Linked DNA regions of Mus musculus: region 1 is linked to region 2. The links are chromatin contacts, called in public Hi-C maps. All regions are on one chromosome and are shown on one strand. The core of a region is the stretch at or near the end of the contact, and the rest is flanking DNA. Distances in the headings are between cores, read along the strand shown. Region 1 has its middle 27 kb from the start of Vegfa. Region 2 overlaps Gm46607 (a long non-coding RNA gene).

The links. A called contact is a pair of places that touch in the nucleus more often than the background predicts.
Region 1: a contact with region 2 is called in a Hi-C map of liver, with 2.2 times the contacts expected there. The contact joins two enhancer-like sites. A contact is called at or near these places in 4 of 484 Hi-C or Micro-C datasets (bone marrow-derived macrophages, cardiomyocytes, embryonic fibroblasts and 1 more) and 3 of 115 datasets of contacts at active chromatin or transcription factors (embryonic stem cells and stem cell-derived neural progenitor cells).

What each region holds. Positions count from the first base shown.
Region 1 is chr17:46,001,859-46,008,975 of GRCm38.p6, forward strand. No RefSeq gene overlaps it. Among named protein-coding and RNA genes, the nearest start is that of Vegfa, 27 kb to the right of the region's middle. Within about 2 kb of position 2,558, at least 72 of the 459 cell types and tissues checked have an H3K27ac peak or open chromatin away from gene starts, as enhancers often do. A contact at or near this core is called in liver, where this site is marked.
Region 2 is chr17:45,809,037-45,815,404 of GRCm38.p6, forward strand. The region is part of intron 1 of Gm46607 (a long non-coding RNA gene); the gene reads left to right. Among named protein-coding and RNA genes, the nearest start is that of Gm35692, 17 kb to the right of the region's middle. Within about 2 kb of position 3,790, at least 14 of the 459 cell types and tissues checked have an H3K27ac peak or open chromatin away from gene starts, as enhancers often do. A contact at or near this core is called in liver, where this site is marked.

The DNA.
Region 1 (7,117 bases), core at 1,308-3,807, 190 kb after region 2:
CGTAGACTCCTGCCTGCGTGTCTTCTGAGCAGCAAACGATCCACACTACAGAATTTTGGTATGGTTTCTTTTTTAACTCAAGGAACAATTTCTTCTTCTTGGAAGAAAAGTCCCAGCTGGGATCATGTGCAGAACCGCTTCCCAACACTATATTCTGCATTGGTCGTAGGCATTAGGCCCTGCAGACAAGCTTCTGCCGGGCCCCTGCAACTCAGGATAACACGGAGAATCTGTCTGTTGGCAGTCACAGAGGGACTATGCTGGGCAAAACCAACCTCTTCTCCCAGGGCCACCTCCTGCGAGGGTCCTACCTGTGGAGTTGATTTTTCTCATCAACCTGACACAGCCTACAGCCACCAGGAAAAGGGAGGCTCATTGAGGAATTGCCTAGACCAGATTGGCCTGTGGCATGTCTGGGGGCATCATCTTGCCTGCTAATTGATATAGAAGAACTCAGCCTACTGTGGGCAGTGTCATCCTTCAACAAACAGTCCAGAGCTGTATAAGAAAGCACAAGCCAGGGAGCAGCCAGGGATCCAGTAGGCAAGCAGCATCCTTCTGTGATCCCTACTCTGACTTTGCTCAAGGATGAGGGGCTGCAACCTGGAAGTGCAAGATGAAATAAACCCTTTCCTTCCCTAAGTTGCCTTTGATCATAGAGCTTGCCACAACAGCAGAAAGCAGCAAGGACATCACATAGGAACTTCCAGCCCTAACCCTCTTTGGGCTTCTGCTAGTCCTGGCCCCATGTCTGCTGCTTTCCGGGGCCTCTCTGACCCTTCCAGCCAGGCCCTCCCTCTCTTTGGTCCTTCTCCACCCCACACTACCCCAATGCTGGGACTAGAACAATGTCCTTGCACATGCTGGATGAGAGCAGGCCACCCTCTACCATAACCCTCTTCATATTTGGATACGGAGTATCACTAAGTTGCCAAAGCTCACATGGAACTCAGTCTTCAAACAGGCCAACCTTGAATTTACAATCCTGCTTCAGCCTCCTGAGTTACTGGGATTACAGGCCTGTTCCTACAAGGTCCAGAAGAAGGACCATCGGGGACAAAGAGTATTTACTCACAGGACAAACTGACTGACCGCTGTGGAGTTTAGATGTATCTGATACATGCAAGCCGTGGCTTGCACACATATACACACATGCACACACGCATGCACATGTGCACACACACTCAAGCACGAGCATAGATGTGCCCAGGGTCAGCCTCACTCTAAGGTGACATGTGAGCAAATACTTGAAGATGAGGAAATAGGTCCTGCAGATACACATAGAACATCCTAGGCCAAGGGAAACAGTGTGCAAAGATCCTGGGGCAGGAGCATGGCAGCTGCCTGTAGACTGGACTTGTTGCTCTTGGAAGGGATCATGTTGGGGGTCTTGAGATCACCATTATAAGAATTTAGCTTTTTCCTCCCGGAGGAGGGGGGACAAGAAAAATCACCAGGATTTGAGATATAAGGTGACCCAATGTGACTCTCCCATTCTTCATGATAGGAAGTGATAAGACACAGGTAGCTATCTAAGGAGGGATGACAGCAAGGTCTAGCTAGGCTGGGCTGGGAGCACAGGGATGGGGGATGCTCCTCTTTTTCCCGTCTGCCAGATAGGGCCGAGCCTTCTGAGGTCTAGGCCTCTCTCCCCGCTCCCCTCCACTCCCTGGCTTTCTCCCCATCTCCATTCCTGCTTGTCCCAGCTCTCCATTTGCCTTCAGCTTCACCCCACAGAGTGGGACGGCCCCAGTTTTCAAGCACTCTCAGAAAAAAAAAAAAAAGTGAACTGGACGGAAAGAAGTCACTGGGCCTGCCAAGAGGAGAGATGCAGATTACAGTGTCTGGTCCCAGCGGCTCACCCTGTAATCATCCTGGGTTGCAGGTGGACGGGACCTTAGGCCACGCCCCTGCAGGGCCAACACTGGCTCTGCTCCCAGCACCATCCTGATGCCTCACCTCAAGCAAGGAGGAGGCAGAGGACATTGTGGAGGCTCCAGCCCGGGCTCCAATGCTCTCCCATGTGAGAGCAGCTGAAAGGGATCTCCCGGGGTGTTAAAGTTTCCATCACTTCCAACAGGAAATGATGCCGTCCAGGACACACAGGGGATTTGAACCCAGGATGTTGACCGTATGCAAGATGCTGTTTCTTCCAGGTCAGGTCTGGGAATCAACCAGTAGGACAAGGCTTTGCACTCTCTACCTGAACCAATGTGAGAAAAAAAAAATGCTTTTCCACGGTGGTGACCTTAGCCCTGTATGTCTGAGGAGGACGTTTGGTCAGGACAATGTCTTCCCACTTGCAGGAGGAACAGCCCAGCTAGACCATTTGTCATAGCTCTGGCAGATAGGCAAGCTTGTGCTGTTTGTCACCCCACTCCAGCCTGCAAATAGTTCTTCCCGTTCTCTAGGAACAAAAGCTCCGTGTCAGCTTCCTGGGTCACCTGTCTGTCCGGGAACAGATCTGGCTGCCTTCCGCTGTCACGTGCCACGCGTGGCTGTGGCCTCCAGCACCTGAGTCATCTGTGACTCATTGCCCTCTACCCTTGGCTCAAGAGGGATGGGCCAAGTGGACTCAGCCCTGAATGGGATAAGACCAGCCTGATGTCCCTGGTGCAGACCTGGCCTTCCCTTCCCCCACAGTCAGATATAAGAAGAGCAGATCTCTCAAGGTAAAACTCACGTGAACGCACAGCTTCCTACCGAGCACCTAGTACAGATGTACCCACCCATCACTGCATGCCTTGGGTACCTGCCACCCACGCATGTGGGATGTGTTAGATGACCCCACATCCCAAGTCTTCAAAAGTCCCGCCTACCAGGGTGGGGCTGAACTCTGTTACCTCTGTCACTGGCCATGTGACCACACACACACACACACACTCTCTCTCTCTCTCTCTCTCTCTCTCTCTCTCTCTCTCTCTCTCTCTCTGGGCCTCCATCCTCCCTGATCTGCAACTCAAATTGCTAAAATCCTTTCTAGTCCTTAATCTAAACTGAGGCTTATTTAAATTATACTTATTTATATATATGTGTGTGTGCATGTGTATGTGTGCATACATGTGCTTGCTTGCACTCAAGAGAGAATGAGCACACGTGTACGTGCGCGCGTACACACACACACACACACACACACACACGCTTGTGCAGTTCTCTCCTATTATGTGGGTTGTGGGATCAAATTCAGATCATCAGACTTAGTGAGAACTGGTACCTTTACCCACTAAGCCATCTCTCCGCCCCTAAGCAGGGATTTTAATAAGGTGTTTACACACCCGTAATCTGTCAGGGACAATAAACCCAGGAACGTGATGGCAGAAGGGAAGTAGAGAGCGAAAGATGGAAGCATCCGCCCTCCACCCTTAGATATCACCACTCCTCCAAAACCAACCAAACAGTCTGGGGACGTGTCCCCCACCTCCCCACCCCCAGGGACATTACCACACATCTAACTGCAGTCAGGCAGCACAGGGCAAAGAGATCGGGGTCCTGGAAGACGTTTCGCCAAGGCAGGGTCCCACTAGAGCAACCACCTCCTGGGACAGACCAAGATGAAGTTCCACTGGGGCCACCTGACTGGGCTTCTTGAGGACAGGGCCTTTTGATGTGGACTCCCTAAAGATGGGGGTAAGTCTCCCTCAGACCAGGGTTCCCTAAGACAGGCTATGTCCCCACAGCAGACTCTCACAGTAAAAAGGGAACCCCTGGTCCATTTAGCCAGTCCCCAGAGCTCATGCTCTGTACTGTCTCCTCTGTCTCTCAGGAAGGGGTTAAGGCCCTCCCAGGGTGCAAGGCAGTTGAGAAAGCTAGGGAGGGAGTGTGTTTCTCCACTTGGCCTCAGTACTGGTTTCTCAATCCAGTGTGATTACTGGTAAAGCCAGACTGGCGCAGCCAGGCAGGCTCCTGAAGCCTAGAACCTTCTCCTCCTGTTGCAGCAGCCCAGACTGGCGCCTGGAGGCCCTCACCCGTGAGGGTCCAGCCCAAGAAGAATGAAAGCACAGAAGCCACAGCGCGGAACAGAAAGCCAGGTCTCATCTTAGAAAGGCTCCAGAGATGAGGGTACCCAGGGGTCTGCACCTAAGGGTACATGGAGAACTTTCAGAATCCTGCGTTAGGGTTTACATCGTCCCCGTCACCAAGATACTGTCTTTCAGATTTTTATCTGACAATAGCCTTTGTGAAAAACACATTTCATATGCAACCTAGACACACTCCTGCCACAACCGTTTCCAGACACAATACTGAGCCTTACTCTTTCCAGGTTCTCAGAGACTCTTCTATTCAGCTTGCTTTCACCTTTAAGAGAAACTATACCATAAGCCAATGGTAGCGGCACACGCCTTTAATCCCAGCACTAGGGAGTCAGAGGCAGGTGGCTCTCTCTGAGTTCGAGGACAGCCTGATTTACTGCATGAGTTACAAGGCAGCCAGGGCTAAAGAAGTGCACCCCCGTTGCCTGTCTATAATCTCCACATTCAAGAAGCTTGGGCATGGGGAGCTAGAGTTTGAAGCTTGGGCTCCACGGCAAGCTACAGTTTCACAAAAGGAAGAGAGGATGGAGAGGACCGTGGTAGTTACAAACTTCTAACTTAACTTCCTGACCCACCAACACATCACTGTTGGCAATTTGGGAATCGCTACCCTCAAGATCAGCAGGCTAGACAGACTGTCGTTATACAACAGTGGCACTGTGGCCCAGAAAGCAGATAAGCATTCTCAAAGATCACAGGGCTCAGGAGGCATGCATGCTTCCTGGGGAAGTAGTTCACTGTAAGTTAACAGAGCTTAAGAACTTTTCAAGATGGAGGACTGTGGAGTCAGAAGCACACTGGTCCGTGGGTGCCCTGAAGCACCTCAGGGTACACAGGGAAGGCATGTCAGGCAGAGGATGTGCTGGTTTGAGGGGTAACAGACTCCATGCTGAGGAAACTTCCAGTCTAAAGAGGCCCTGCCACTGCCCTCAGAACTCCTGGTTGGTCTCAGATCTCTTGTGCAGGCGGTAGTTGAAGCCATACCTAGAATAGGGACTGCCTGCATTGTCTGTACTGGGAACTTCACTGCATGGCAGGGTGTTGGGGGGTGGGGGATGTGTGCATCAAAGAGTCTGAGAAATTTACCTCAGGAGAAGGTCTAGGCATTGCCACCAGGAACCAGGAGCATTGCTAGACAAAGCACAGGCTGCTCGGTTAAGCTTGAATTTCAGACAATGAACTGGGCACTCTGGTGGTTTTATTTGCTTTATCTGGCAAGCTACCTCTGGGACCTTCCCTCTTCAGACCCGGAAGGGTCAGCTGCTTACAGAGCCCCAAGGCCCAGGTAGGACCAAGAGACATACAAGGAACTCAGGTCACATGTGAGGAAGAACTTTCTAGATACTCGGTATTGATCCAGGGTGTGGTAAGACAGAATGAAGGTCTCTGGGACTGACCCCCAGGCCCCAACCTCCACGGAACAACACTGAGATCATAGATGGACCCTGGTCAGGTAGCCGTCCCCTCTAGTCTAAAACAGGAAGAAACAAGGCCTACCACTGGGTAAAGCCACAGGGGGCTTTTGAATGGATATGTGATGGCAATTAAGGGTACAAATGGCCACTTTGCCCCTTCTATCAGCCATAGCTGGACACTTGAGATAGGCCAGCCTTCCTGGGATTCTCCTATAAGACAACTGTCAGAGGCCAACGCTCCACTGGCATCTGGGGTCCATGGTGGAAGAAGGGCACCAGTTTCTCCTCAGTCATGGGTCTGGAAGGCTTGGCAGTGTGAAACTTACCTTCCCTTCTCCCCATGACTCTCCCTGTTCTTCAGTCACCCTCCAGTCAGGCTTTTACAGTGGTTGCTGTATGAGGTGATGCTCAGGGTATGAGCAGGGTAGCCAAAGCCAGGAGGAAAACCCAACAATATATAGGCAGTAAACCCCTCCCTTAGTCTAGGAAGAGCTGTATTATATAAGAACGCCATCATGGAAGAGACTCAGTTGCGGATCAGGGACCCGGTACCAGGCCCCCAATGGCCTCTCATCACTGACTAATGAGTCCCATTTCTCCGAGTGTTGTTTCTGCCCAGGCATTTGTCACATCATGAGAGCAAAGCATCTAGACTTGAGCCACTTCAGGTTCTTTAGGCCAGCCTTCAGGAGGCAAGGGCAATGCACCCTTACCTCGGGGAGCAAGGATGGCAGACACAGCATAACCAGGCGGCTCTGTGGACCCAGACGGAAGGAGCCAGCCAAGATCCATTTATTCAATCACTCGTTCACCTACCCGTTCATTTACCTATCCATCTATCTAGTCTACAGAAGCAGTGTTAACTGAGCCCCTCCTGTGCAGCTTTTAGCCCAAGACTTCATGCTCGCTAGGCAAGCACAACTCTACAGCTAACACTACCAAGCCACCCCTCGTTTTGTTTTCTTCTATTTGGGGTTTTTGTTTTGTTTTGGGTTTCTTTTCCAGGGGCAGGGTGCATTTTGAGACAGGTCCTTGCTATATAGCCCAGGCTAGCCTCCAAGGCTTTGTGTAACCCAGGTTGGCCTGAAACTCTAATTCCTCTTGCCTCAGCCTCATGAATGCTGAGACTACAGACAAGCGCTGCCATTCCTGGCTCTGAACTTCTTCATGTTTTCTCTCTAATTGAATCCACACCTACATTTAGGAGGTAGTTAGCATCATATCAATTATACACAGTGACACAAGGAGGCCCAGAGAGGTCTACCAATTTTCCCAAGGTCACACAGTCAGAAAAATTCTGTGTAGCTTAAATGTCTCCCTCTTCATCCCCCTCTCCCTCTTCCTTTCCCTCCCCCCTCTCTCCACTCTCTCTCTATTCATATTCTGTGTGTCTGTGTGTGTCTGTCTGTCTGTGTGTGTATGTGTTTTGTTTTTTGAGACAGAGCTTCTCTGTGTAGCTGTCCTGTGTCCTAGATCTCCTTTTGTAGACCAGGCTGGCCTTGAACTCAGAAATCCGCCTGCTTCTGCCTCCCCAGTGCTGGGATTAAGGGTGTGCGCCACCACTGTCTAGCTTTTAAATTCTTTCCTCACTCTAAATTCATCCCCATGTCCCGCAGGTCAGCATCCTCTTGGGCCACATGTGTTTGTGTTTTCATCTCTGGAACTGGAACA
Region 2 (6,368 bases), core at 2,540-5,039:
CAGGCAGTCACACTAGCAACAGCACCTCCCTAGGCTTGTCTGTACACACACACACACACACACATACACGCACACACACGTGCACTGTCACTACCACAGGCAGTCACACTAGCAACAGCACCTCCCTAGGCTTGTCTGTACACACTCACACACATCCACACCATCCACACCCACACACCATCCACACCCACTCAGACATGCACATTTACACACCTACGGCTATAATACTGGTGTGTGTTTATTAGGACCCGTATTCCCAGTGCCTGGGAATGTGACTTTATATGGAAACAGGTTCTTCGGAGACTGCAATCAAGTTAAAAGGACATCTTACTGGACAATGGCTGGTGTACTTAGAAGGAGAAGAGAGACTTAGAGATGCAGAAGCACAGAGCTGCACACAGAGAGAAGTCATGCAAAGAGGCAAACTCGGGGGTGATGTGACCACAAGCCAGGGCCTGCCAGCAGCCCACTAGGAGCGAGGAGACGGTATGGAGCAAGCTTCCCTTAGCCTTTGGGTGTTCGGAGCATTAACCCTGTGTAGGCCTTGACGTTGGACTTCTGACCTCCTTGACTGTAGGAGGATATTTTTTTTTTTTTTTTTGATGTTTGAAGCCATCGAGTCCGTGGTGATTTGCATGGTACCCTAGATGATGTTGGTGACATTCTGTTTGGGGCTACGGTCTCTGTCCCCCGCTTTCTTGAAAGTGATTCAGGGCTCTAAAGATTCCCATGGCTCAGAATAGATCAGTTAGTGTGTTAGTTTTAGTTTTGCTTTGACCAAATATCCCAGGAAACCAGCTGAGAGTGGGGAAATTTATTCCGTTCATGGTTTCTGGGGTTCCTGTCCATCACAGAGGGGAAGGCATGACAGGACAGAACAGCGCCTCTGGTGGCCTTGACAGAGAAGGAAAATGCTCAAACTAGCCAGCCCCTTGCCTCCCTTTAAACCACACCCGGGCCTTTAGGCTGTGGGGTGGCACTGCCCACATTGCGGCACCTCCTTCAGTCTTTAGCCAATCCTTTCTGGAAATGCTCTCAGAGATACACCTAGGAGAGGATTTTAATAATCTCCTTGGTCCGTCTTAATCCAATAAAGTCAACGACTGAGATCAACTAGCCCAGTGATTTTAATCTTCTTCTTTCCTAGAATTCTTAGCCAGGGCCACTCTCTTAAAAGGATGGGCTGACATGAAATAGATCCAGAAATGGTGGTAGATTAACCCAAGGGAACACTACCCAGCCATGAAAAGGGAAGAGGGAGAGTCAGGAAGAGCTGACGCAGGGACAAACACCCTACGGTTCTTTTAATTTGAGTTCAAAGACACATAGAGGCTTGATAGAGTCTCCAGGAGGGCCGGAAACACCCTGTTTGACCTTGATAGGGAAGCTGACATATCCATCTGTAAAAATCCACTGAGTTGTGCAATTTGATACCCAGGAAATGGTTGACCCAGAAGCTATTGGGAGGTGTTTTCTGGTGACATCACGGTTGAAGGCTTGGTCTAGGAACACTGGGCCTTGGTTATCTTTTCGTGAATATAGGAGAAAACTCCGCTCGAGCGGAGAGTTGGCTGACTTACATACACACATAGGTGTACACAACTCCAGCAAGATGGCTCACTGGGTAAAAGCCTTTGCTGTACAAGCTGGCCATCCTGAAGTCTAACAGTGGGAGTAGAGAACAGACTCCTGAAGACTGCCCTCTGACGACAATTGCAGCGTGTGTGTGCCAACACTTCCTCATACATGCACAAATAATAATTAAAAAAAAATGCTACCTCTACCCAAAAGTACACACACATACACATACAAAAAGACCAACCTCATCAGTTCTGAAGAGAACAGGAAAAATCAAACCCCAACTGGTAAAAAAGAAAATATTTACTGAGCTGGGTATGTAACTGGGAGAGTTCTTGCCTAGCAAGCCTGAAGCCCTGCGTTTGATCCCCACCAATGCACAAATTGGGTTTGTGCAGCACCACCTGTAATCCCAACCCTTGTGGGGCAGAGGCAGGCGAATCGCTTCGAATTCAAGGTCGTCCTCAGCTACGTATTGAGTTAGAGCTAGCTTAGGTTACATAAAACCCCTCTCTCAAAAACAAATAACCTCCAATCTTATAGATTTTGTGATATGACACACAGCTGGTAGCTTTGAGGGGTGCAGGCTTCGTTACAATCAAATTGAGCCCCCGAGGAGCTGAGTGAAACCCGCAAGGCCACACAGGAAACTCAACAGAAGGGACCTGACACAGTCCCCTCAAGGATCCCAAGGACAAGGTGACCTCTTCCCTTCATGTAGGTTTAGGGATTTTGCTGCAGGAGGAGCCGGTATCTTCACTAATTTCCTGCAGTAGCTGGGAGGGGGCTGCTGACATGGCTACCCCTGTTCCATCCCACCCTAGGCTGAACACAGGGCCCCTGACATGGTCTATCACAGTCTAGGATAGTCCTTGTGGTTCTAGGACCAGAGGTGAGGAGGTAGTGGACGGGGGTCTGGATGGAAGGTCATTGTCTCTGCATTGGCGTTTCTGGGATCTCGGGGTAGTGGGGTGGAGGGGGTAGGCATCCTCCTTCCTGGCCGGGCCCTGGTAGAGCCACATTGCTTGTGAGTTCTTTGGACCCTGCTCTTTTCCAGGAGGAACAGCTGAGACAGGGGCTCCATTTGAGGACATGGGGAGGATCAGAGTGCGGGGTGGCTCAGCTCTGTCCAGGAGTGGGTGTACCCTGCCTCGCTGGCTTCACTACCTCGAGCTGTGTCATATGATGGGGCCTGAGGTGACAGGTGTAACGGGAGATTTTCCTAGCCAGCCCTCTGATTATATTAAGCTCCGTGTCCCCTGCTTCCAGGACTCTCCCTCCTGCCCTAGGGACTCTGCACTTGGACTAAGGAATTGTCACTTGTACCCAGCCCTACCCTCCTAACGTGGAGGCATGGGCTTAATGAGGTCAGTCCAGCAGGTAGGGTGGGGACATGGAATATTTAGGCTCTGGCAGCAGAGGTGCTGGCACGGCCTCATCACCCTCACAGTAACCGCCCACGCATCATCCAGGCTCACAAGGGCACAGGAATAGCAACTGAAATATGCAGCTTATACAGCCACCCCGTGGGTCCCCAGGCAGCCTCAGGGGTCCCCAGGACTCTACCATCAATCACCCCATAACCTTGCTCGGGGGCCCACATCTGCACCTCAGCCACCACCCAAGCATCCGTGCATGCTTGCACACCGGTGTACCTGCATGGAGGCCACCCACCCCTGTCTTCTATTCCCTCTGAGCCCCCGATCTGTGGCTGAATTGGAGAGCATTTGGGGGACTTCAAAAGGAATGAAGTCTAAGGCTGTACGCCTTCTCTATATAGAGAGAGCTCAGATCCTATGGGCTCCCTATCCTTCCACCAGTGGGACTTACTGCCCGGGGCAGGGAGGAGGCCCTGAAAACTCTGCCTTCTCCCAAGGGTGGGGACAGAGGCAGGTTTGGGGTTATTAATAACCGTGCTTCTGACTGGAAAGGCCTGTGCAGAAGTCCCTGCCATAGCCAATTGGAGAAGAACTTTCCAGGAAAGCAAGCTTTCCTCTGGTTCCAGGATTATTTCCACTCCTGACTTCACCTCTTTGGTGTGTAGGGCTCTTGCCAGGCTCCACCAACTGGCCGACGGGCTTGCTGTCACCTGGCAGCTGGCATCCACCTTGGCTGCCACCCAGAGAAGGTCACACTGCATGTGGGTTGTGGGGCCGGCATCGGGGCTATTTTCTCTGTCATGTGGCTCTGTGCCTCCTCCCTGCCCAGACTGGAGCCTGCTGTGTGAGAGTGCATGGCCTGTCCTGGCCCACCTACTCAGGGCATCGGGACATTGTCCTGGCACCTTGCTCTGCAAGGGCAGGCAGCTGACAGGCACTGGGGCCAGAGAACTGAGGCAAGTTGATCGTCTGGCTCTTCCTGCCTTTGTGACCTTGAACAAGCAGGACTTGACTTCTTTGTGGCTTGATGTCACATTTGGTAAAAGGGCTCAGCCACAGTTAGCTTGCAAGGGCTAGACGTGAGCAACTGTGAGGGGCTGCCAGGGAAAGGGTTCATATCTGGCTCAGTCACCTTTCTCATCTGTGTCACTACTGTGGCTGTCTCCAACACCTCCACCATTAACCCCACACAGTACTGTCACCAGCACCTCCCACCTCTGTCTACCATATCCATATGGCTGAGACAACTGCAGCTACTCCACGTTGCTACTCCACGAACACCAGCCCACAGTTGCTATGGCCAAGGTCATGTGAAATGAGGCCTGTCATGTGATTCTGCACCATTGGGAATGGTTTATATAGTCCTGCTTCCTTCCAGTCCAGCTGTGAATCTCATACCGTTTCTTTCATTGGCCCATGAAACATGTGACCCAGCTTCAAGTGTCCCCACCAGTGGCTGTGGTTATGTGTGTGTGCACACACATGCTCACACTCACACACTCATAGTTAAAACTAGTATTCAAAAATCACCCTCTACTTATTTATTTTAAAATTTTTGGAAGTTTATTTGTTTTATTTTATATATATGAGTGTTTTGTTTGAATGTAAGTCTGTGCAGCACTTGCATGCCTGGTGCCCATGAAGGCCAGAAGAGGGACTTGGAACCTCTGGGACTGAAGTGATGGATGGTTGTGAGCCACCATGTGGATGCTGGGAATCAAACCAGAGGTCCTCTGTAAGAGCAACAAGTGTTCGCTCTTAATCACTGAGCCATGTTTCCAGTTCTATTTCACTAACTTGTTTTTTTTAGAAAATGTATCACTATGTAGCTCTGGCTAGCCTGGAACTCACTCTATAGACCAGGCTGCCCTCAAACTCACTGAGATCCATCTGCCTCAGCCACCACACCCAGCTTTCAATCTCTTTTCCTTGCCCACACACAGGACAGGTTCTGCCATTGGCGGTATGACCTTAGACAAGTCACCCTGTCTCTTTGTCATAGGACACCATGTGCCCTCGAGGCACAGTGAGGGGCTCCTGAGATGGGGGACTTCAGGACTCAGAAGGGACAGAGGGACAGCTTTGCTCGCTGGCCTCCAGGCAGCTCCGTAGCCTGGTGTTATTATTGGTTTTCCCCTCTTGCCTGTTTGGCATGAGACTTTGCCCTTCCAGTGAAAATTGAAACTAATGACCATGTTCTCATCTCACATGAAAGTCTGTGGAGAAGGCAGGTGTCTCCTATCTGCTCTGGGAAGGTGTCCTTGCACACTAGGTAAGAGTCAGGTTCTGGGTAGAAAGGGCCAAGCAGAGAAGACAGCCATCTAGAGCTCAGCATGAATCCTAACCTCGACAGCCGAGCACCTGTGAGCAACTGCCTCATCTGCTCATCTTTGAATGCCCTGTCTCAGTTTCTCTCTCTGCTTGGTGGGTCCTGTGCCGGCCCCCAAGAGGCTATTACCACTGGCTGGTCGACCCTGAACTATGGACAGCCAGAATAGCCTTTGGGTTCCCACCCTTCCCGGCAGACTAAGACAGTCCTGGCTTAGCCTGCTTCTCAGAGTGGGTGAAAGAATCGGAGTGGTGGGAGCTGCTGCAAGCCCAGAATTGAGCCCCGGGCAAGTTACAGGAGCAGCTAGTAAAGATTAAGCCCAAGCCAGAATCCACTTAGCCGGACCTGAGAGGGTGTCCTGGAACTGGGTGGGGCTGAGGTCAGAGGGGAAGATGGCCAAAAGGCCTCCACCCACAAGTCCATCCCGGGACTCTCTCCTGCAAACAGCATCATCTGGAGCAGGGCCGCTGCAGCTGGAGGAGGTGGGAGGGTGTGGCCTACGTGCGCTCAGGCTTTCCCAGGCTCCCCCAGCTCACTGATGTCCCTGCAGCTGCAGCCACCCAAAGATTCCCTCCACCTCCCTCCAGCGGTGGTGCCCCGGCCGTGAACTCTCAGGGAATAAACAGGGGCAGAGCTTGCAGAGTGATGAGCACGACAAACCGCCCCCCCCCCGACAATGTAAACTCCCCAGATATATTTATGTTGTCTGGTCCTGGTCCGGGGTCCTCTGTCCGGTCCAGAGGTGTCACACCATGCGAATGTCACTTGTACAAAGAATCTGGGCTCTTCCACCTAGTGGTAGGAGAGGCAGGGAGAGACTCAGAGCATCGTGGGGGTGACTGGAGCTGGGAGCTCAAGGTGGGTGCTGCAAGCTAGAGCCTGGCTCTGCCCGGAAGGAGCCCCCAACTACAAGCTAGAGTGTGGCAAAGAAGACATGGAGCAGGAATGAGTCTTGCTACAGTGTTGCCTGAACCGTGCCTCTAGACAGCTGCAGACTGGGATCTTAAGAGGATCCCTAGCCTGGACAGTGACCTGGGTCACTCTGTGGCCTTCCAGGGCCAGTCTTGGTCCTAGACTCTAGG